Regions from separate parts of the Zea mays genome. Here region 1 is linked to region 2. The links are chromatin contacts, called in public Hi-C maps. All regions are on one chromosome and are shown on one strand. The core of a region is the stretch at or near the end of the contact, and the rest is flanking DNA. Distances in the headings are between cores, read along the strand shown.

Region 1 (5,694 bases), core at 2,014-4,513, 150 kb after region 2:
GACCAACTCATCATAAGTCGGCCTCCCACCTCCGGATTAGTACAATACATTACATTACATTACTTCTTAGACTACACTACACTACTAACTTAACTACATTATTCTACTACTAACTACTACTACTACTATTGCTACGCTATACTAATATTTAAGTCGTCAACATTATGCCACCAGCCTTTCCATCGCCGCCATTGCTGTCGCCACCGCCGCCCTCGTCGTCGCCCTTCCCGTTGTCGTCGCCACCTTTGCAGTCGCCCTTGCCGTCATCTCCTTTGTCATCGCCGTCAGCGCCGCTGCCGCCGCCTTCGCCACCGTCGCCATCGCCGCTGCCCTCGTCACCATCGTCGCCACTGCCTTTGCCATCGTCATCGCCACTGCTGTCGTCGCCCTTGCTGCTGTCGACCTCGCTGTCGCTCCACTCCTAGTCAGAGGAGTCCTCCACCTCCTCCGAGATGTTCGACCCACCGAGCCCCACGCGCTCGATGGATCACTAGTATGCCCGCGCTGCGACGGACAGTCCCATAGAGTCATCCGAGTTTTCGAACGACGCCACGGGGGACGCCGGGGCAGGCGAGCGATCATATTTGGAGGTGACCTCCTCCGAGTACTCTGAGTCCCCGTAGTCCTCCGAGGGAGGACTTAGGGCACGCTTGCACTTCCCGTCAGCACGATGGGGCCATCTCTTACCTTTCTTGCCTCCGACCATGGTCGTGCAGAAGGAGGGGAAGTGAAGAGGAAAGAGAAGGCAAGTGATCAAGAACGAGTGGAGAAAGTAGCTGGGCCGGGCGGGCTATTTAAAGAGGCTAGGAGGCGACCGTCCACTTCCTACCCCGCTCACCGAACAGTCGCAAGAATTCAATAATCAATTCAAACCGCCTGGAAATGAGTCAAGCGTTTGGCGCCGTTTCGCGTAACATGGCACCGGGTGGAATCAAGTCAATCGCTCAGGCAAAGTATTACACCTCTCCATCATGTCAAGTTACTACTTTGGGACAACGCGATAGACACCTTTTACTGGGCACACACCCTTTGGGCACACCCATTGGGTGTACCGCCAAGATTCTTCAAGATTTTCTGAAGCGATGATACTGGCAACATATACGCAATGAATATACCGCGACAAAGGGGAAGACCGGCTAAAATGGGAGGAAGTCCAAATGTGGTTACCAAAGCACAAGTCCAATCAGCAGAGGCATTAAAGTACGCAGCCGAGTGGTGTCTAGCCTAGGGCTCCCTGTTTTGACTAGCTGGATCCCCAACTTGTCACCGATCAAATTGATTCCAGACCAAACAAGAAACGGACAGACGTCGTCACTGGGTTATCCCAAAAAATCATTTCAAAAGAATAAGATGAAGACCTTTGAATTAATTATTTCAAAAATCAACTCCAAACTCGGGGGCTACACCCATTGGGTGCACCTCCGGTGCACCCAATGGATTCACAATACTTTGGAACCAAGTGCTGATTTCAAAAGCATAAGAAGAAGACCTTTGAATTGATTATTTCAAAATCAACTCAAAGCTTGGGGGCTACACCCACTGGGTGCACCTTCGGTGCACCCAACGGATTCACAATACTTTGGAGCCAAGTGCTGATCTCAAAAGCATAAGATGAAGACCTTTGAATTGATTATTTCAAAATCAACTCAAAGCTCGGGAGCTACACCCAATGGGTGCACCTAAGGTGCACCCCATGGAGTTACAAACATTTCAAGTCATACGATGAGCCCATAAGCAAGGACCATGAACCTTTGAATCGATTATTTCAAAATCAACTGAAAGATTGGTGGCTTGTGGGGGATAGATATCCCCCGGGTCCACTTGAAGGCAAAAACTCCGCTTGGGGCCACATGCTAGTCGCCCCGCAAGAACGCCGCGTCGTGGGCCGGGCAAAGATAATGGTGGAAATTGGCCGACCCCAGGAAGGCGATGGGCTCACGCCCGGATTACTCGTGGCTTGGGCGTGATCTCGTTGAAGCTGTTCGCTTTTCCCGCGCCAGACATCCTCGAACACCGGGGATAGCTCGAAACGGAGGTGCCGGGTTTTCTTCGGGATTAGCGAAGTCTGGTCGCTATTAGCTAGGAGATAAGCTAGAAGAGTGTGATCAGCATGTACGCGGGAAGCGCCCTACGGTCATGTAAATAAGGCCTAGGGCGATCCCCGTCACTTTCATCTCATTAGCACCTCACCATTCGGTAGACACCACTTGTAAACACCCCCCTCATACAAAGTCACCCCAGGAAATAGGGTATTACGCTCCTCAAGTGGCCCGAACCTGCTGAAAATCGCTTGACTCTCTCTCTCTCTCATGCCCCCGGTACGAACCATCGAGTTACAATCCACGACACCGTCCTACTCAAAAGCACCGATAGTAACCTATTAGGTCACATTAGCTTAACCTAACTATGTCACGGTGATTATAAAGATAATTATTAGGTAAAGAAAGTGATTAATGACACTACTTGCCTTTTACTTGCGATTCCAGGTACTTCTCCAAAGTTGGGCGTTAAATTCCTGTCACCTCGCTTGTACTCATAGCCATACATACAATGTAGCATATAATGGATATGGTAACATTACACCAAAGCATATGAACAAACTGTGTAAGAATATTCTACGCGCTGCTATGATATCATAGGTTTGAGAACCACTACAATCAGTGTTATGGTTGAAAACATATGGTTTTATAAAGTTCTTAGGTGATTAAATAGTAAAAATATATTCTATGTTAACTAATATAATTCATGTGAGAAAGGTACAGAAATAACTAAGTTAACCTTAATACCAACTATAACTTGATTAGATATCATATTTTAGTTAGATTATAGATAGATCAAACCAAAATGACATATTAACATGGATTTCAAAAGTTATTCTACTGAACATAGGTTTAAACAAATTAGTTATATTTTTTGAAAATAGGCTAAATGATAAAATAAAGTTATTAAAGTGTAGGCAAATTCATTACGAAGATTACGTAACTTGAACGGATAAAAACGGAGTTAAAATGGATGAGATATGGATTAAACAAGTTTCTAGGTAGTTTGTTATTAAATTTATACCTAAAAATAACTTCCAGGGTTTAATTTGCAAAGTCCCAGTTTATTTTTATTTATTTTAATCAGTAAATGGACGGTGGGTTGTTTTTAAGAGAACTTGGGGTTTCTTTTGCAAGATGTTTAGGCCGAAGGGGTATCGGTTGATCTGCGTCGTCAGATCGAAAACTAGTGGCGCATATTAGAACGTCCCACTTAATAAACAGGCACGTGACCGGGACCGCCAGATCCTAGACCTACGGGCTACGGCTTAGATCGATAGCTCACATCACACCAGACCAAACCGATTTTCTATTTCTAATCTCAAACATCCAATACCAGATCAACGATCACGACTTCACCTCCTTTATTCTCTCTCATCGTCTACCCCATACACAGCGGTGCGGCGCCCCTTCCACGACAGTGCCATGCATAGCCGGGGGTTGGCTATGAGTTCCCCATTGAACCACCTTCGAATCTAAATCGTGCTACGCGTTGTTGAGACTAAGGCAAGTAGGTCTAGGGCCTTCTTACCGGAGTCAGGATGTCAGGGTACCCCGCTGACGTGTTCCGCGGCTCGACGGTGAAAAGCATGCTCCGTCGAGCAAGTGCTCCACGCTGGATCACCCTCCGTCCAAGTGCACTATGCTCCCGCCATCGGTGCATACCAGTGAACGACCTCGCCCATGCTCCGATGTCTAGCTGCAGCAGACCTTATTTTCAACGGTGGCATTGTTTCTTCAACTCCGGCGATTGATCTTGGCTGCACTAGTCACCCAACCAGCACAGGAAGACCTTATAAACGCGCGGCGTGCACCAGCGACCACACCTAACCGCACCCCGAGGACAAGTCTGCGACATAGCGTGATGTCGACATGTCGTCGACGTCGTCCCTTTTCTATCTTCTTTCTCTGATCTCTTGGTGGTTGCTGGTGTCTACATGGACTTGTGAACGGGGTGCAAGGGCTCATATTTATAAGGAGAAATTTGCTATTTTGCCACTCTCAATTTTGGCTGCCTGTTATTATGCCAAATGATAATGGCAAAATTGTCAATGGCTCGCTGGCGTGGGGGCTATGCGGCGCAGGCCGCGGGGGTGAAGGGCGTGGGCCAGGGGCACTGCGGCTTGCGGGTCTAGGCCATGGGGAGCGGCGAGCGGGCCGAGTGGCCGGCTTGGGCTGCTCGGTGGTTTTCCTTTTACCTCTTTTATTTCTCTCTCTTTTCCTTATCCTTTTTATTTTCATTTATTTAATTTTGAACTCGAGAGCACTCACAAATTAAATGAATGTTCATCAAACATATGCATCAAGCTAAAGAAATAAAATATGAGCTCCGGCATGATGCAACATTTCATAACTCCTCACTACCGGAATTTGGCTCTTTGCCGAGTGCCAAATTCTTTGCCGAGTGTTTTATTTCGGGCACTCGGCAAAGAGCTCTTTGCCGAGTGCCACACAAAAAACACTCGGTAAAAGAAAACACTCGGCGAAGAAGCTCTTTGCCGAGTGTTTTATTTTTGACACTCGGCAAAGAGTTTCTTTGCCGAGTGTCTTTTTTTGACACTCGGCAAAGAACTCTTTGCCGAGTGTCACAAATACAACACTCGGCAAAGAGCTCTTTGCCGAGTGTTTTTTCTCCAACACTAGGCAAAGACAATTTAAAAATCACATTTTAAAGTAGTAAATTAATTCAAATGAAAAAGTTTTCAACTACAAATTTGTATAACTCATCATGATGTACAATTTATATATTGAACATTTCTTCATATGACAAAATAAAAATAAATTTGTTCATAAAACCTATATCTCTCGTAGTTTATGAAACTACGAGAGAGACGTATAGAATTTGTGCATATTGTTAGAACCATCATCTGAGATAAACAAATTACCAAACAACCAAAATAAACTTTGTAGATCTTGAGAAGTTATAGAAGTTTATAGTTGACAACTTTTTCATTTAAAGTCATATTGTCAACGAAAACTACGTCTGAATTTAAAAAATTTAAAATTTGAATTTTGAAAACGACTTCGAAAGGAAAAACCACCAACATGAAAGTTGTAGGTATTGAAGAGTTATGAAACTTTGTAGTTGACAATGTTTTAGTTTGAAATCATCTTGGTATGCAAAACTATGTTTGAATTTTAAAATTTGAATTTTTCAAACTGTCTCGGATGGAAAAAACACCAAAATAAAAGTTGTAGGTCTTGAAATGTAATGAAACTTTGTAGTTGACAATTTTTTGATTTGAAATCATCTTATCATTGAAAATTTCGTGTGAAGTTTTTAAATTTAAAATTCAAATTTTATAAACGGTCTCGGATGTAGAAACTATTAAAATAAAACTTTTAGATCTCAAAAAGTTATGCAACTTTATAGTTGGTCACATTTTCAAATGAACTCATTTAGCGTCTTAAATAATCAAATTACTCTCGATTTGTTATAGTACATGGGGAATGGAAACGTAATATAAACATAATTGGTGTAGTAGTGTAGTGGTATAAGAGGGTATGCGCGAGAGAGAGGTTGCGAGTTCGAATCTCACCATTTACAAAACATATAAGTTTGATTCAAAATAATAGTGAAAAATGATAGAGCAACGGGTAAGGTAATAGGGTAGGGTTGGAGAGTTGTTCCTATAATTTAAAAAATGTTTTGCTG
Region 2 (6,250 bases), core at 655-3,154:
TACAAAGTAAAACAGGTAATGTCTGGTAACACCTATTTACTACAAACATTACAAGGCAAGGATTTACCCAAGGCTTTGAACAGGTGTTTTCTCCAGCAGTACCATCCTAGTATGTGGCAAGATGCTTAAGGAAACCGATGTAATCATATCGAGTTAAAATGCTTTTATTTTGCTCAGCTCCACCAAAAGGCAGGGGGGCATATGTTGGGCACTAAATTGAGCACCGGACGATCCGGCCCTGAGGCCGAATGGTCCGTGGTCCGGACGGTTCGCGCCTATGGGCCGGACGATCCGCGCAAGCGCAGAACAGATTAGGGTTCCGAGTTTTGTGCTACGGTTGTTTACTAGATTCGCGGGATTCGCTCGGAAATCAGTTTGTAAAGGGTCCAGTCCCCCTCCTCTATAAATAGAGAGGTATACGGTCGATTTGTAATCATCAATCGAATCAATAACACTTCTATTTCGCATTTATTTCCAGTACAATTAGGAGTAGTTCTAGTTTAGCCTCTCGATCCCCAAATTCTCCGCTTCTCTTCGACTCTACGTCGATTAGAGGAGTCAAGGTCGGCCTGCCCGAGCCTAGACAACTCTTAGGATCTCTCCTCCTCGACGGGGTCTCTCCCGGGAGCGAGATCCAGGCGCCGCCGGCGATCTTCCGCCGCCCCTGCACACGCGCGGACCGTCCGGCCGTCAGGCAGAAAATCCTAGCCTCGTGCAAGGCCGCGGACCGTCCAGCCTCTAGCCGTGGACCGTCGGCCCCTGTGCAGTCCGCCCCTGTGCAGAGAGCACCGCCGCTGGTTCGTGTTGAGTGATTGACGCCCTAAAAAGGTGTAAACACAACCCTATGCTCTAGGATGCGCACAACAACAAAGGCTTTATACCAATCAATGCCCGAAAAATTAACTATTTGTCATTATTCAGGAGGCGGGTGGTAAATAATTTGCTATGTGAGTAACTCATGTGTTAGTAACCCATGATTAAGAAGATTCCGTAAGGTAGGCAAACAGTTAAAAGCCTCTATCTTGGAGGCGTAGTGGTAGTGGGCCAGTGACATGATAAAAAGTTTATCTAGTTTATATATAGAAGCTGATGAATGTAATGACATGCCCCACTAATCGCGCGGGATGTTCCTCATCAATCCGGGGGTAGCTTTAGTTGATTGACTCGTACCAGTGGAGGGTGGAGCACATGACATGCCACCCTACCTAGTAATCCTCACTCTGCCGAGTGGCTCACAGGAGAGCATGGAGATCTGGCTGGTAGCATTCCAGATTAAGCAACGGGCGGACACTAGCATTATACTAGTAATAAAATGCCAAGCCTAGGGGGTGGTCGAAGATGAACAACACGTTCCAGATTCGGAGAAGGGGGGACAATGGCGGACGGGAGCTGCGGTGGATCTTCTAGGGGCACTTGGGCCCTCCTTCCTTGGTTTTCCAGTTGTTGTAGCAGGGGCAGGCGCCCTTGTTGCCGTAGAACCCCGGTGGCACGCAGAGGCACTTGGCGCAGCACTTGTTGCATAAGGTGAGGCAGGCCTTCCTGTACTGCGTCTTGGAGCACCGCGACCCGCACTTGGGCGAGCACTCCCAGGGATTCAGGTTGCCGCCTCCGCTTCCGCTAACACTGCCTCCGCCTCCGCCTTCACCGCCGCCGCCCTTCTTCACCTGCTGCCGCAGAGCAGACTGATCGAGGAGCAAATCGTCCGATTAGTTGTACGTACAGGAATGCAGAATGCCTAGATTTAGCTCTTGAGGTTGAGGAAAGTGAGGCTAGCGCTAGCGCATCGATCTTACCACGGGAAAAGCGACGGCGAGGAGCACGGATGCGAGCACCAGGAAGCAGATGACCTTGGTCACCATCGCTCGTCCTTGTTGGCCGCCTCCTTTGCCTGACCAAAGGTCGGGAGAAGCTCAGGGGAGGTGGGGAGAGATATTTGGGAGCGAGGGACGTCCGGTTCCACCCCGCCGTGCTTATATGGCAGACGAGGCAGGCAAGGAGGAGGAGATATTTGGGACTGGGGAGCGGCAGGCAGTGGATGACTGGAGACGGTGGTGTGGGTGGGTGGCACCGTAGCACGGTAGGACGGTGGGAGGTGAGGGCAGTTATGGCCCGGCATGTGCGGCGCCAGCGGGTGCGCAGGGCAAAGGCTGCCGAGCCATGCCAGCACGCTGGCACCTCCGCTTTACTGCCGCCCCTGCGTGCGTGGTTGGGCTCATGTCCACCTTTACTTGCTCAGCGTTCCCTTCAGACAGGTTGTTTAAACTGAAGTAGCATATAGACAAAAATATTGTAAAAGTAGTAGAATTTGGTATAGATTAAATCTAAGTTTATTTAGGGACAGATGCGGTTAGCATTTGATTTAGATATAGATGTTAAATAGACATATTTGTATTTGTTTTTACATAATAATTCTCTAAAATAGGGAAAAATTAATATTAGCAATGCTTACAAAATATACATTGTTCTAAAATCATCTAGATCTTATAATTGTAACTAATTAACTGTTATTCATAAAATATACGGCATGTATCATTATTTAAAATGTTCAATAAATTTAGTTTTAATATAACCGATGGTATTTAAATCTTAAGTTTGAGTAATATTAATAAGACTCATCATATTAATTAGTATTTAATTTTATTTATATGCTTCTAGGATTTATTTCATTTTTGTATTTCGTATCTATAATTTTATTATACTTTCTATATTTAATTATTAACACATTAATTAAAAAATTTACCTTGGTAGTTTTTACATTATATTATAGGTTTCTTCATCCGTAGTGATTTTATTATATTATAAAAAACTACCGATAAGGAAATAGATATATGTAAGTAGATATTTGAATTGAATCTAAAATTGAGATATATGTTTTATAGTAATATTTAATGTCATTCATATTTGTACTCAAGTCAGAATTAAAATATACTTCCTCCCGAGTGGATGATAGTACAGCATGGGTTGGATTCTTTTCACGATGAGGCCGCCTTGTAGATCGCGGGGCTCCCAGGGGCACATGGCCCGGCCCCGGGACCGCCAGACACCTATTTCGTTTTCTACTAGAACCGGCAGCAAACATGCGGTAGGTACCCTAGATCTCCGTTCTCGGGAGGGGGTCGGCAGGCTATTGATTTATTGTATCCGGTCTGCTTGCTAAAGCTAGTGCCTAGTACTGTTTGTTTGTGTTTAGCTATCTCGAGCAGTATGCACATCCTTAGGCTGGCTGCAGCGGTTGCCGCCAGCAGCTCCTCTTCCCTTGCATGACGTCTGCAGGGGGCCCTCCACGCGCGCAGCGCTGCCCCATGCCGAGCCCTATACCGCGTGGTCCTCTTCTCTCTCCCCCTCAATCTAGATGATCACTATTCATCCCTTACATCACTGTGTTGTGGGGCCACGAGTAATTGTTATTAGATAAAAAATTGATAGTTAATATAAAAAAATAATATTTTATAGTTGTAGTGGAGTATAGGGGGAGTATTTAGGGGAAACCGCTGCGGGAGATGAAAAAATAGGGAGAAAAATAGGGGAAAAATTTAAAGGTAACGGTTACGGATAGCCTTATACTTAGATTTTAAAGTTCACTTTATAAACGGCAAAAACTCTATTCCACGAACAGACGGTGCACAAAACAATGTAAGGCTGGCTCCAACAAGACCCTCTAAAGGGTCCTGTACCCCAAATTTAGAGGACGAGGACGTCCTCTACTCCCTCCAGCAACGTCTCTAAACGGTTCTCTAATTTTAGAGAACGTTGCTGGATCCTCTATTTGTAGAGTTTCTCTAAACGGTTCTCTATTTATTTGAATATTTTAAACAACCGGTTTAATAAAACTAAAATATGTAAAATACATTTGAGAGTATGACAAATACGTATGTATAAAAATTAAAAAATTAAAAATGTCTTTAATATATGTATTTACATATAGAGGACGTGATTTAGAGTATGTTGTTGGAGAGAAAGTAGATATAGAAGATGGAATCTTTTAGAGAAAACTGTAAATGACAGATACAGAGGAGATAGTCTAACAAAACAGAGTAGAGTGCCGCCGGAGGGTGCAAATTGCAATTCAAGTAGCTCGAGTCGTAGAGTAGTACTAGTACGAAACAAAGGGGCAAGGCCACTAGGGTCTACAGCAGTAGTACTGCATATCGTCATGGCTGTCGCTTACGTTTGGAGCAAAGCTCTGAAATTTGTGTTCAACTTGCAGCAGGCAACAATGGTGGCTCGGCAACGCCAGGCGCCTCGACGTTGTTTCAGTACTTTGCTTTCCGCTGCTCGATCTAAGCTCCAAGAAGCTACTAGATTGCTAGAATGGTAGAATTGACAAAACTGTGGACCAGAGCACACTGCGCCTGCGCAATGCTAGCCCGTTTCGCCGCGGCAGATCGCGCTAGCCCAACGCGCGGCGCCGGTGTAAACGTATCCTCGGAAGGCACCTGCTCCAACACGTTGCAGCTCTTGCTCCTGCCTCTCCATGTGACCGGTCGGCGTCGTCGTCCCCGATCCGGCGGTACCGGTCCGGTACCCATTGCCTTCAGCTTTTACCAGTACGAGTACTCTTCAGCGGCATTCGCATGTGAGCACCGCTGCGATGCTGCGCCTCGCACATGGCAACCACAGGGGCACAGGGCCCTCTCTGATTTCAAGGGCCTCTACAAAGTACTACACGTTATAGACTCTTTATACTATCGTTTTTTTAAAATTTATCGCGTGATTGAGAAGATAATAGTATTAATCTTTGCTACTATATAAGACAGTAGTGTAGACGTCCACAATACATATGGTGCACGATTCTGCCAGGAGTCGAGGGGACGCCAGGGCCCACCCGTCACAAGGTGAACTCGAGGCCGCTCCGCCACCTCACCACATTTCCCAAGCGTGCAGGGGACACCGCCCGTCATTCGCGCGCTGAGGATCTCCTACCCCGCCATCAACACCCTCCTCCATCAACGGAAGATGGTCGAGGATCCGCCCCACCCTCCTCCCCACGCCGTCGTCGATGGAAGGTGCGATCTCCTACCCCTCTGCTCCACCATCAATGCCCTCCTCCATCCCCTTCCATTGTTGCCGCTCCGCCACCACACCACGTTTCCCAAACGCGCAGATTCGAGAATCCGCCATCAACGCCGCGCCCACCCTCCTCCCCCTCTGCTCCACGATGACAGGGATATGAGGCCGCCATCAACGCCCTCCTCCCCACGCCGTCGATGGCGCGCGCAGATCCAGTCTCCTTCAGGCAACACCGCGCCATCAGCGGAATCTCCTTCCGCCATCAGCAGAAGGTGCCGAGGATCTTGGGCAAGCAGGAGAGGGGGAGAGGAGGCCAAGGACACAATCCGGCCCCTTCTGCCGGCCGCACCTCGACGGCTTCACCGTGCCCCCGCCAAATCGCGACCATGGCAAAGGAGCAGGCTGGCTAGCCCTCGGTCCGCCTCAGCCCACCGCCAGGAGAGATAAGGTAAGCCACCCACAACCGCCGCCGCCGCTGCCCTACTCCCGCCCCATCTCTCCCCCGTCCGGCCGTCGTGCTCTTAGCATTCAGAATCGGATGCTCTTCTTTGTTGGGTAGCCAGCTCGGTCGGTATGGTGAAGAGCCCGGATCTGCTCTGTCATGAGGTCTTTCGGCGGGTGTTGTCTCCCTCCTCTGCTTTCCCATAGCTGTTGTTGTAGTGGGGGTCGTGATGGGGCCGACGGCTTGGATCGGGAGGGGCTCTCCTAGATCTGCGCAGAGGAGGGACAACAATGCGTGCCTCTTCTTCGATTTGATTCGTTCCCAGTGTTCTTATGCGACCATTTTCTCTTAAATCGCCATTTCACCTACCCAGTGACCACACTAGGCTATATGGTCTGTGGATAACTGCTGCTCTAAGCTGTAGTGCTGTACTTTGTGGGTTGCTATCTCGTATTGTATGTTTCTTTACCAGAAGTTATCGCGATGTGATGTATCGACCAGCCACACGGACGACTGTGGCAATCTTGACATCTTGTCATGCTTGTTCATAGTGATTACACGAACGCTTTAATCTGTACAGGTGGTTTGTCTCGGTGCTACCTTTCCTTACTAATTTTATGTTTGCTTCCTTCCACCCTCACAGATACGCATAGCGAAGCTGGAAGCCCTGCTGTACAACAAAGGTAATTTCATAAGTTTTCACCATTCCAAGCACGCCCTTGTTCATGAGAGGCCAGGGCAGTGGCTAATTTATTCTTTTACATGATTAATTTGCTAGATGGTCCGAGCAGTGGATCC

Evidence for each region. A called contact is a pair of places that touch in the nucleus more often than the background predicts.
Region 1: a contact with region 2 is called in a Hi-C map of ear, with 2.4 times the contacts expected there. The contact joins the enhancer-like site here to the promoter of LOC100282417 in region 2. A contact is called at or near these places in 4 of 25 Hi-C or Micro-C datasets (ear, endosperm and tassel).

Annotation. Positions count from the first base shown.
Region 1 is chr9:35,296,393-35,302,086 of Zm-B73-REFERENCE-NAM-5.0, forward strand. No RefSeq gene overlaps it. Among protein-coding and RNA genes, the nearest start is that of LOC103638238, 140 kb to the left of the region's middle. Within about 2 kb of position 3,264, at least 16 of the 20 cell types and tissues checked have an H3K27ac peak or open chromatin away from gene starts, as enhancers often do. A contact at or near this core is called in ear and tassel, where this site is marked.
Region 2 is chr9:35,151,380-35,157,629 of Zm-B73-REFERENCE-NAM-5.0, forward strand. It overlaps LOC100282417, which reads right to left and starts at 1,905. Exons shown (of 2, transcript NM_001155328.2): 1 at 1,794-1,905; 2 at 1,054-1,682. The coding sequence starts at 1,859. The coding sequence ends at 1,404. It overlaps LOC103638238 (a long non-coding RNA gene), which reads left to right and starts at 6,215. Exons shown (of 2, transcript XR_558637.3): 1 at 6,215-6,250.